3 separate regions of the Triticum aestivum genome follow, and all the other regions are linked to region 1. The links are chromatin contacts, called in public Hi-C maps. All regions are on one chromosome and are shown on one strand. The core of a region is the stretch at or near the end of the contact, and the rest is flanking DNA. Distances in the headings are between cores, read along the strand shown.

Region 1 (3,066 bases), core at 130-2,629:
TCTTGAGACCCTAGGAGCAACAGCACGGCTCGAAATAATCCCAGAAATGACATCACCCAAAACAAACGCCCCGAAAAGAACACAACAAATCCCATGCGTACGTAGAAGTATCATCAGGTTGTGCAGAAAAGAATTCCCCATTTCTAATGAATTTGGCGAAAAAGAAAAGCATCGGCTCAGCTAGCGTTCTAACGAATCGATCCCAGTAAATCACAAGACCAAAGCAAGATCCATGGCAAAGAACACTCGACTTGCTAGATCCCCCCTCTGCCCATGCATCTCCTACCAAAAGAACCACGGTAAGCTCGGCATGACACCGACCTGCATGGATCGCCGAGAGCTTGGCAACCAGAACAGGCAGCTGAATGAATAATTCAAGCAAGGGAACGCAATAGAACAGTGGGAATTGCAAGCTTATTGTAGCAAACAGTTCGAGTGGTAGGGAAGCTGATGAAAGCATGTGTATACCTTGCTCCGGCATGCTTGAGGAGGTGTTCCCCTGGTCGACGACGGAGCGGCGGAGCTGGAACGCGCTGGGGTAGAGCGGCTCCTGGGCGTCGTCCCGGCTGCTGCTGCCGCCGGACTTGCCGGAGTTCATGGAGGTGCGGCGCTCGAGGCGCTTGCGCTTGGCCTGGAGGCGCTTGAGGCTCTGCATCTCGCGGCGGCGCCACCGCTCCTCCTCCGTCTCGGTGGGGAGCGAGCTGGTGCGCATCAGCGGCGCCGGCGGGGGCGTGGCGGCGGCGAGGTCGTCGCTGGTGCCCGGGAGCGAGTACATGGCGGCGAGGGAGGAGGAGCGCACCAGCCGCGGCTTCTTGGCGTCCCGGCCGGAGTTGGCGCCGAAGCAGCCGCCCAGGGACAGGCCCAGGCTGAGCTCGACCACCTCGTCGGGCTCGCCGGCGCCGCCCCCCGCCTTGTCCGACGACGAGCCCTTCTCGCCGCCGAACCTGCCCAAGAAGTCCCTCGACGCCATGTCCGTCCGGCAGAGAGAGAGAGAGCAAGCAATTCCCCGCCGCGAAGCAGACGCCAATCCCTCCTCCCCCCAACCTCCAAGGACGGCCAAATTCTCAGGAAGACCTCGCCATTGCCGCGAATCCGTCCCGCGCCGGGCAATTCTCGGTCTCCAAACCCAGAGGGAAGAACATCACAGCGCCCAGGGAGGAACGAACAATCGACGAGCGCCGGGGAAGCAGAGCCAGCAGAATCGGCGGCAATCAGATCCCTGCGCGCGGCGTGTGGGATCCTCGAGCGAGAGGGGAGGGAGGGAGAGGGGGGATGGGAATGGAGAGGAGAGGAGAAGAGAAGGAGGCCTGCGTGCGTGTCGCTCTAATCTCCTTCGTTGTTAGACTGCTCCCTCCATTAAACCGAAATTGTTTGGAAATGGGAACAGGGGGGAGCTAGTTGGATGGGACTACGAGCGCATGGAGGCCGGCCACGTGTCGGACAGCGGGTACACGTGTTGGATCCCGACAAGCCGAGCCGGCATCGGGCGGCGCGCGGCTCGGCGCGGCTCGGCTCGGTTGGGACCGCGGTTGGTAATGGGAGTACTTGGGGAAGTGTGACGTGTCGAGGCCGCGTAGGGGCGTCTGCCTGACACGTTTCGGGCTTCCGGTTCAGGGCACGGCTCCCCGTGCGGTGTCCCTCCATACTATACTTCTACTAGTATCTTTTTCTATGTCCTACTATTTGTATGATTGTATCTATACGCACCTCCGGTAAATATTGCTGGGTATAAATAATCCTTGCACGCATCAGAAAGGCTTAAACGGCACATTCGTGTACCCTTTACTCAAAAGTGTAGAAAACTAAGAGTTTTTTCCAAAATGGTCAAAGATCACATATTAAATCAAATCAGCATTTACAAAAATATCATTTACGAGCATGAGAAATTACAGTTAAGTCCTTACAAAAATCAGCACCGTTTTCTTAATGTGCCTGTTGAAGACGTGCCGTGAGCAAAGCTCATTGCGGTCTTTGGGCCTCCATCGCAACATTGTTGAAACCGGGGAGCTTGCAGAAGTGATGGTTAAAGCCTGCTTTGATTGATAGGATAGGAATAGTATAGGAATATGAAAATCATAGGATGTGAGATGGCATGCATCTCAATTCCTAAAGAGAAAGACATGTCATTTGATGCATAAGATAGGAATTTTTTCATTAAGTCTAGGCTAATGTTTTTTTCCTTTGAAATGTGAAGGATTGAATCATATCCTACACAGGAATATGAATCCATTCTTACAAACCATAAGGCTTCAAAGGGATTTTTCCTATGAAGTTTCTATCCTTTACAGTTCCAACAAAATTCCTATGAACCAAAGAAGGCCTAAAAAGTTGCCGATTTAGACCAGCAAGCGTCGTGGTTGCAAACTGGAAAGGTCGTCACCCTGAAGAAGCTAAAACAACGCGAGCTAGAAGATAATCACAACTCCGACCAAACAAAAGAGGGGCATACAAACCTCACAAGTCCTTGGATAGAGTAATATTTGCATTAGGCTTCATCGAACGGAGACGGAACTAAAGAACAAAAACATGCCAAACAACATCCCCTCCTCAGTCATCGAAAATGCTAATAACAACACGATGAGTATTCGATGATTCACGCCATCATCTGACTTGTCGACGCCACACCAAGAAAGGGCATCACATGGGGAAATCCAGGAAGAATTATCCCACTTCGCCGCTGCTGTGTCAAAACTGGCGGATCTCGGGGTAGGGGGTCCCGAGCTGTGGATCTGGGATCGATGAGGAACAGGAGACAAGGGACACGAGGTTTTACCCAGGTTCGGACCCTCTCTAAGAGGTAAAACCCTACTCCTGCTTGACTATATTGATGAGTATGATTACAGGGTCGATCTACCTCGAGGTTAGGCTAGCTAAACCCTAGATGGGAAAGGTAATGAATGAAGCTCTAGCCCTAAAGACTAAAAACCCTTGGTTTATATAGGCACCGAGAGGGTTAGGATTACATGAAGTCGGTTTACAATGAAGGAAATATCATGCAGGCCTTGACTTGGAGGGCACACCATGGCCTCAAAGATCTTCGGCCGAAGCTTCGCTACGGCCAACCAG
Region 2 (3,156 bases), core at 497-2,996, 140 kb before region 1:
AATATAAGACGTTTTAAATTAAACTACAAAGACGTCTTACATTTTGGTCCGGAAGGAGTACTACCTAAATACTCCGTAAATTAATATAAGATTTTTTAATCACTAAATAAGATATTTTTTAGTTACTAATTAGTGACCTGTAAAGAGTTTTATATTAGTTTATTATATACTACTTGAACAAGACATAAGGTTTTCTTTCCTGCCAAAATATTTCATTCAACCTTACGTACGTCCTTCCTTGCTTTCTTATTTTGATTTTCTCCTCCTATCTCGTTTTCTCCCACCGATTTTTCTTAAAAACCCTTTAACTTTGATAAGATAATATGTGATTAGAAAATAAAATACTAAAATTAGTTAGGTAAATCACGAGCATGATTTGACAAATATTTATTAATATGCTAGCCAGCGATTTTCTATCCATATTGATATGATTATGTATACATATGTGTGTGTATATAGACACACACACTAAGAACTGTGAAACATATGTCTATCACTAAGGCTGGTCATAGTGGGGAGTAATTTAGACTAGTAACATGCATATGTTAGTAGTCTATGTTACTACCTCTATAATGGGTAGTAACATATGTGTAGTGTCATGCATCACCTTATTTATTATTTTGTAGACTCATTGCATTGGGAACCGCTATGTGATGGTAACATATTATGTTACTCTATTTGCCTCTCTCTTCATTAATTATCTGACACATCATCTTTTTTGCTTATGTGGCATGTATATTACTACCTAAGTTACCCCCACTATGGCTAGCCTAAGAACCGTGAACGAGTTTTCCCGTAGCAATGATTGGTGATAGCACTTAAAACAACGGACTCCCTAGTTTGTCTATATCATTCTCCGAGGCATTAAGACCCTATCAATGGGTCACCACATGTCTTCACTAATACTAATAAATATCTCATGTCTTCTTATTCTCTCTCATATGCTTTTCGTCTTGGTGGCTACCACACCCACTATACTACATGCCGGCATGGACACATCCAAGTATCATTGTCGATAATGCACAACTTTGCCACTTCGCCTGTGCACCCCTCTATACCACGGGGCCACGACGCCCCCCTACACACCAACACACACAAGCCATTGTTGTTGGCAATCCCTTTTAGCCTCCTCACATGATATTCAGTCACCATTTTCTTTTTTCAAAAATGCCTTGAATATTGATTCTCAAATTCATGATATTGTGACCCTAAAAAACTACTCCCTCCGTTCCAAAATAGATGACCCAACTTTGTACTAAGTTAGTACAAAGTTGGGTCATCTATTTTGGAACGGAGGGAGTATGTGTTTTGCGAGGTCCGAATAAATCATGTTAATGTGGAGTAACTGGGAACCCACTGTTTGTTTACACTAACTGAAAACTCACTTAGCCCAAAATAACAAGCAATTATTTTTTTGACAGGAATAAGTCTCACTATTAATCCCCTAAAAGAAAGTCTCATTAAACAAACGGCAATGCTACACGTACAAACGATTTACAGGCTTTTACAGGATGATTAACCTTGATTGATCAATAGGTGAGCGGGGCAGCCCACGCCCCTGAAAATCAAGAGGGAAAAGGTTTGTGATTGGTTGTTAGATGAAAGGAGCGTGTAAAAGCATGTAAGTCTTTGTATGTCTAGCATTTTTGTTAAACAAAAGCCCGGGGCCAAGCAGCCAAAATGGGTAACCAGAGTCAATGGGACAGCCAACCAGGGTCTCCCTCCCTGGCAAGTGCCAACCACACTCGCCCCACACGGTCGCACCGTGCTAGTGCCAGTGCTACTGTGCGGCTGCGCCCAGCTCGCCCACATGCCCCGAGCTTCCAACCCAAGCAAACCCCACGCCACCCCCACCACCCGACGGCTCGCGACGCGGAGCTCCGCCCCAGCCGAGGTCCCCGCCGCCGTGCTCCCGCACCGGGTCCCGGGCCTCCCCCACTGTCTCACTCCATTGCGACGGCGGCACCCGCCGCCGCCGCGTCCCATGGCCACCATGCTTTCCCAAACCCTACACATGCTGCTGCTGCTGCTCGTCACGGCCGTTCGCGCGTCTGGCGGCGGCGGCGGCGAGCGGGGGTCCCTGCTCAGGTTCAAGGCGGCCGTGACCGCCGACCCGGGCGGGCTCCTCCGCGACTGGTCCCCGGCGTCGGCCGACCACTGCCTCTGGCCGGGCGTGTCCTGCGGCGCGTCCGGCGAGGTCGTGGCGCTCAACGTCTCCTCCTCCCCCGGCCGCCGCCTGGCGGGCGCGCTCTCCCCGTCCGTCGCGGCGCTGCGCGGCCTCCGCGTGCTCGCGCTCCCCTCCCACGCGCTCTCGGGCTCGCTCCCCGCCGCGATCTGGTCGCTGCGCCGCCTCCTCGTGCTCGACCTCTCCGGCAACCGCCTCCAGGGCGAGATCCCGCCGTCGCTCGCCTGCGCCGCGCTGCAGACGCTGGACCTCGCCTACAACCAGCTCAACGGCTCCGTGCCCGCCGCGCTCGGCTCGCTCTTGGTGCTGCGGCGCCTCTCGCTTGCATCCAACCGCCTGGGCGGCGCCATCCCGGACGAACTGGGCGGTGCCGGCTGCCGCAGCCTGCAGTTCCTCGATCTCTCCGGGAACCTCCTCGTCGGCGGCATCCCCCGGAGCTTGGGGAACTGCAGCAAGCTGGAGGCGCTCTTGCTCTCCTCCAACCTGCTGGATGACGTCATCCCGCCGGAGATCGGACGCCTCAGCAATTTGCGTGCTTTGGATGTGTCGAGGAACAGTCTGAGCGGCCCTGTGCCAGCGGAGCTCGGTGGTTGTGTTGAAATTTCAGTGCTAGTGCTGTCCAACCCTTATGCGCTGGTTGGTGGTTTGAATGCATCGGATGGTGAGGATGTTGAGGACTTCAACTATTTCGAGGGAGGGATTCCGGATGTTGTTGCTGCGTTGCCGAAGCTGAGGGTGTTATGGGCGCCAAGGGCTACGCTGGAGGGGGAGTTGCCGGGGAACTGGACTTCTTGCCATAGCTTGGAGATGATGAACTTGGGAGAGAATCTAATCTCTGGTGGAATTCCTAAAGGGCTGTTGGACTGCAAGCATCTTAAGTTCCTGAATTTGAGCTCGAACAAGTTAACAGGTTCAGTTGACGCATCACTTCCTGTGCCCTGCATGGATGTGTTTGATGTCAGCGGAAACCG
Region 3 (3,358 bases), core at 574-3,073, 210 kb after region 1:
AGTCGATCGCAGCTGTTGGACGACACGTACACGGCGTTACTTTTTCTATATGTAAAAAAGAAGAGAGCAAGTTGCTAATGCGACGAGGCTTGTTTGCATCTCATTGTAGCGTATGGCTCCTGGTTAGCGTAGGGATTACTTTTTGTTAATCCCCAACTTGCAAGCCATAATTGACCCGTACGTGGTATAGTACTGCTGAGTGCTGACCTCTGCCAGTCTCAGTTTTTCTTCGGAACTATGCATCCTCCATCGCAAAAAAGAAATGAAAAATAAATGAAACTATGCATCCTGACAGAAACGCCATTGGTCAGGTGCTTGGTGTGACTCCGTGCGTGTTCGGCTGCTGATGTTGTCTATCTTCCGTTAAACATTGCAGAAAATAGATGATGGCGAGGGCGCTAGGCGATGGTTGTTGGCACAGTTCGGTCGAAGCCTTTGCTCGAGTTGAGTGCTCCTCTTCGACCGCCGCCTGCAACGACATGGCTCTCTGCCACGGCGGTGTAGATCAAGGTTTATTTTTTTCCGTTACATGAAAATTTGGACTTCGCTGAAATATCTTAATATTTAGAATTGCATGCCATGAAAATTGACCTAATTTAAATTTAATTTGAAGTTAGTTTGAAATGACACCGACCAAAATTTCGAATCCTAGGCTAGATCACCCCTCTCGTCTCGTGAATCTAATTTTCCGGCAAGGTTTAATCCAGTGTATTTTTTATTGCTCCTGCTTTTTTATTTTTTGCTAGAAACTTTTGATCTATTTTTTTTTAATTATAGCAGTACAACAAACACCAGAAATAATAAAAATTACATCCAGAAACATATGGACCACCTAGTAACGACTACAAGCAGTGAAGCGAGCCAAAGGCACGCCGCCGTCAATGCCCCTCCCTCACCGGAGCCGGGCAACCGACACAACTCCCCGTGGTGTCGTTAGTCGTACTACGTGCAATTACCACCGACCATATATATAGCAACGTCATCCCATTACGTCCATGCTCTACCCCGCGTACGGCGTACAGTGATGATTTCATGATGATAGCCTGTCTGAGGGAACTAATTCTGCACTTATCTCTAATGACAAAGGAGGTATTCCGGGAACAATCTCCCCTCAAATGTCCCCTTAACCAGAAGGTGCTAACGGGAATATGCAGGTGCATGTGGCAAAAGCGCAGGCAGGCACATGCATGCGCAAGGGAATTTCTCGTGGGCCTGCCTGTCCAAGGCAAAGAAATATAAAATGGAAGGAAGGAAGCGAGAGCAACTCGCAAGCACCAGCAGACAGACGACGTGTAAAAGCGCAGAAAGGTCCACGAGGCCATACCGGGCGCCACTCAATTTGGCCAACTTGCTCGCCGCCGGAAATCAATCAGGCCACCCTCTCCTCTCATTTCACATCGCCTCATGCATTTTCTCTCACCCAAATATCCATGTACTTGTTGTACCGCCACTTGACAAGTAGTTTATGTTATCCACCGACCAGACCAGACCAGGCCACCACCTCCACGACGCCAGCCAAATCGGCGCCGGGGTCGGCCGGCGTCGTGTGTCCCCGGCCGGCCCACGCCGTGCATGCATGCATGCACGCCATGCCACGCCGTGCATGCATGAACCTCTCCCCCCGGCGAATATTGTAGACGCGACTTGTGGCTCCATCGATCTCGTGCTAGCTACTCCAGTAGAAAACGGAACACGGGTACTCATCATCATTATTGTAGTCTTCTGCATGCGGCCCATTCGTACATGATGCATGATGGACGGCTCAGAGCCTTACGAGTGTGTACGTAGGTTTGTTCCTTCCTCCTTTTTTTTTTCTTACTACTACTTTGCCGTGAGGATGCATGAACCAAATGGTCGATGGAGTGGCCACACGTCGACGGCACGGTGTAGCACGGTCTAGAAAAATTCGGACAAAGACCAAAGGAAAAGGGGCGCGTGGGGAAGGAGCGTAGCGTGCCGCCTGCCGGTCAGGAGAATCCAGGAAATATCGGCATGGCGTGACCGGGAGGGATGGGATCGGAGGAACGAACGTAGCCATCCACGGGGTTAACTGGGAACATGTGTCGCCCGAGGGGGACGGAGAGAATCATGGCTCGGATGGGTCATGGGTGGACGCCGCACGGAGAAAGTGGATGTAACTTGCACGACAACAACTCCTTTTGGACACATGGGTGGATGGGGAAGCATGCACGCAGGCCGCGAGAGTGAGGTTTCAGCGCCTCGCTTATCCGGTAAAAGCGTGCTCGGTTTGAGTCAATGGATTCTGCCTAGCGAATGTGGAAACGTCGCTCCCTGCGTGTGCGAGCGGACCCTGGCCGCCGCTGCCGATGGATTCTTTGCCGGTCGAAGCTCGTTAGGTGGTGACATTTTCAAGGTTGATTAAATTTATACTAAAAAATATAGTACTTAATATCTACAACACCAAACAAGTTTTAGTAAGTGTCTTATATATATAGTGAAATTTGATTTAGAACAAAGCTAAACCCTTTTTTAAAAATAAAACAAAGCTAAACCTTCAAACAACATGGAATAAAATGATAGAATACCGAAATAAACAATGTATAAAGCCAATATGCTTTGGGAAAAGGTACGAGAGCAAATACAATAAGGTGATGTAGGCAGACTTTAAGGCATTAAATATTGTATTTTTGCTGAGTTGGAGGAAATATAATAAAAGAGGGAAGAATAGCTGGCTATAGATAAACAGTCAGGTGCAACACATGCTCCTAAACACTATGTGAGAGAATGAGGCAGACCATATTTATATCTAACTGTTGTACTTGCCGGCTATAAGGTTGGTTATAGATGACATGAGAACATCATATAGCCAGTAGCAAGCTGATATTAACCATGCTCTGATAACGCTAGCTACAAAGATGACTTTAGGTATTACCTAGGTAAGCATTAATCAACTGAAAAGGAGCTCAAAAGCACAAATGCAATTGCCGGAGTCACAAGATTACAGACTAGAAAAGAATATACCATAAAACAGACCCAAATGTTTGTCAGCCCATAGAAATCACCATCAAACAAAGCTACCCGTCTTTCATTTACCAACCAACATGGCACACGAGTAACACGCACAGAAACTGGAGCATGTGGACAAAATCATCGCATGAGACTACATGTAAGCCTAAATTAAACTCGAATATAACTACAACTAACGCAAAATATATAGGTAAAGTAGTACGCTCGATCAGTTATCAGCAACTCAACTTACTATCTGGGATCGGAAGGAAATTCTGTTGCAGTTCAAAGGTTTCTGTGCCAGGAACATCTCTGAACATCGGTTTGCAGTACATAGGGAGTAATAAACTGCAACGTGTGACTGACAATGACCTCGGCTTTACCAAGATGA

The links. A called contact is a pair of places that touch in the nucleus more often than the background predicts.
Region 2: a Hi-C map of leaf shows a contact between it and region 1, with 3 times the contacts expected there. The contact joins the promoter of LOC123044281 here to the promoter of LOC123044280 in region 1. A contact is called at or near these places in 2 of 5 Hi-C or Micro-C datasets (both in leaf).
Region 3: a contact with region 1 is called in a Hi-C map of leaf, with 4 times the contacts expected there. The contact joins the enhancer-like site here to the promoter of LOC123044280 in region 1. A contact is called at or near these places in 2 of 5 Hi-C or Micro-C datasets (both in leaf).

What each region holds. Positions count from the first base shown.
Region 1 is chr2B:190,635,475-190,638,540 of IWGSC CS RefSeq v2.1, reverse strand. LOC123044280 (ninja-family protein 2) reads right to left here and starts at 1,379. Exons shown (of 2, transcript NM_001426744.1): 1 at 469-1,379. The coding sequence starts at 970.
Region 2 is chr2B:190,777,844-190,780,999 of IWGSC CS RefSeq v2.1, reverse strand. It overlaps LOC123044281 (LRR receptor-like serine/threonine-protein kinase RPK2), which reads left to right and starts at 1,746. Exons shown (of 1, transcript XM_044466986.1): 1 at 1,746-3,156. The coding sequence starts at 1,811.
Region 3 is chr2B:190,430,331-190,433,688 of IWGSC CS RefSeq v2.1, reverse strand. No RefSeq gene overlaps it. Among protein-coding and RNA genes, the nearest start is that of LOC123044279, 8.2 kb to the right of the region's middle. Within about 2 kb of position 1,823, at least 8 of the 8 cell types and tissues checked have an H3K27ac peak or open chromatin away from gene starts, as enhancers often do. A contact at or near this core is called in leaf, where this site is marked.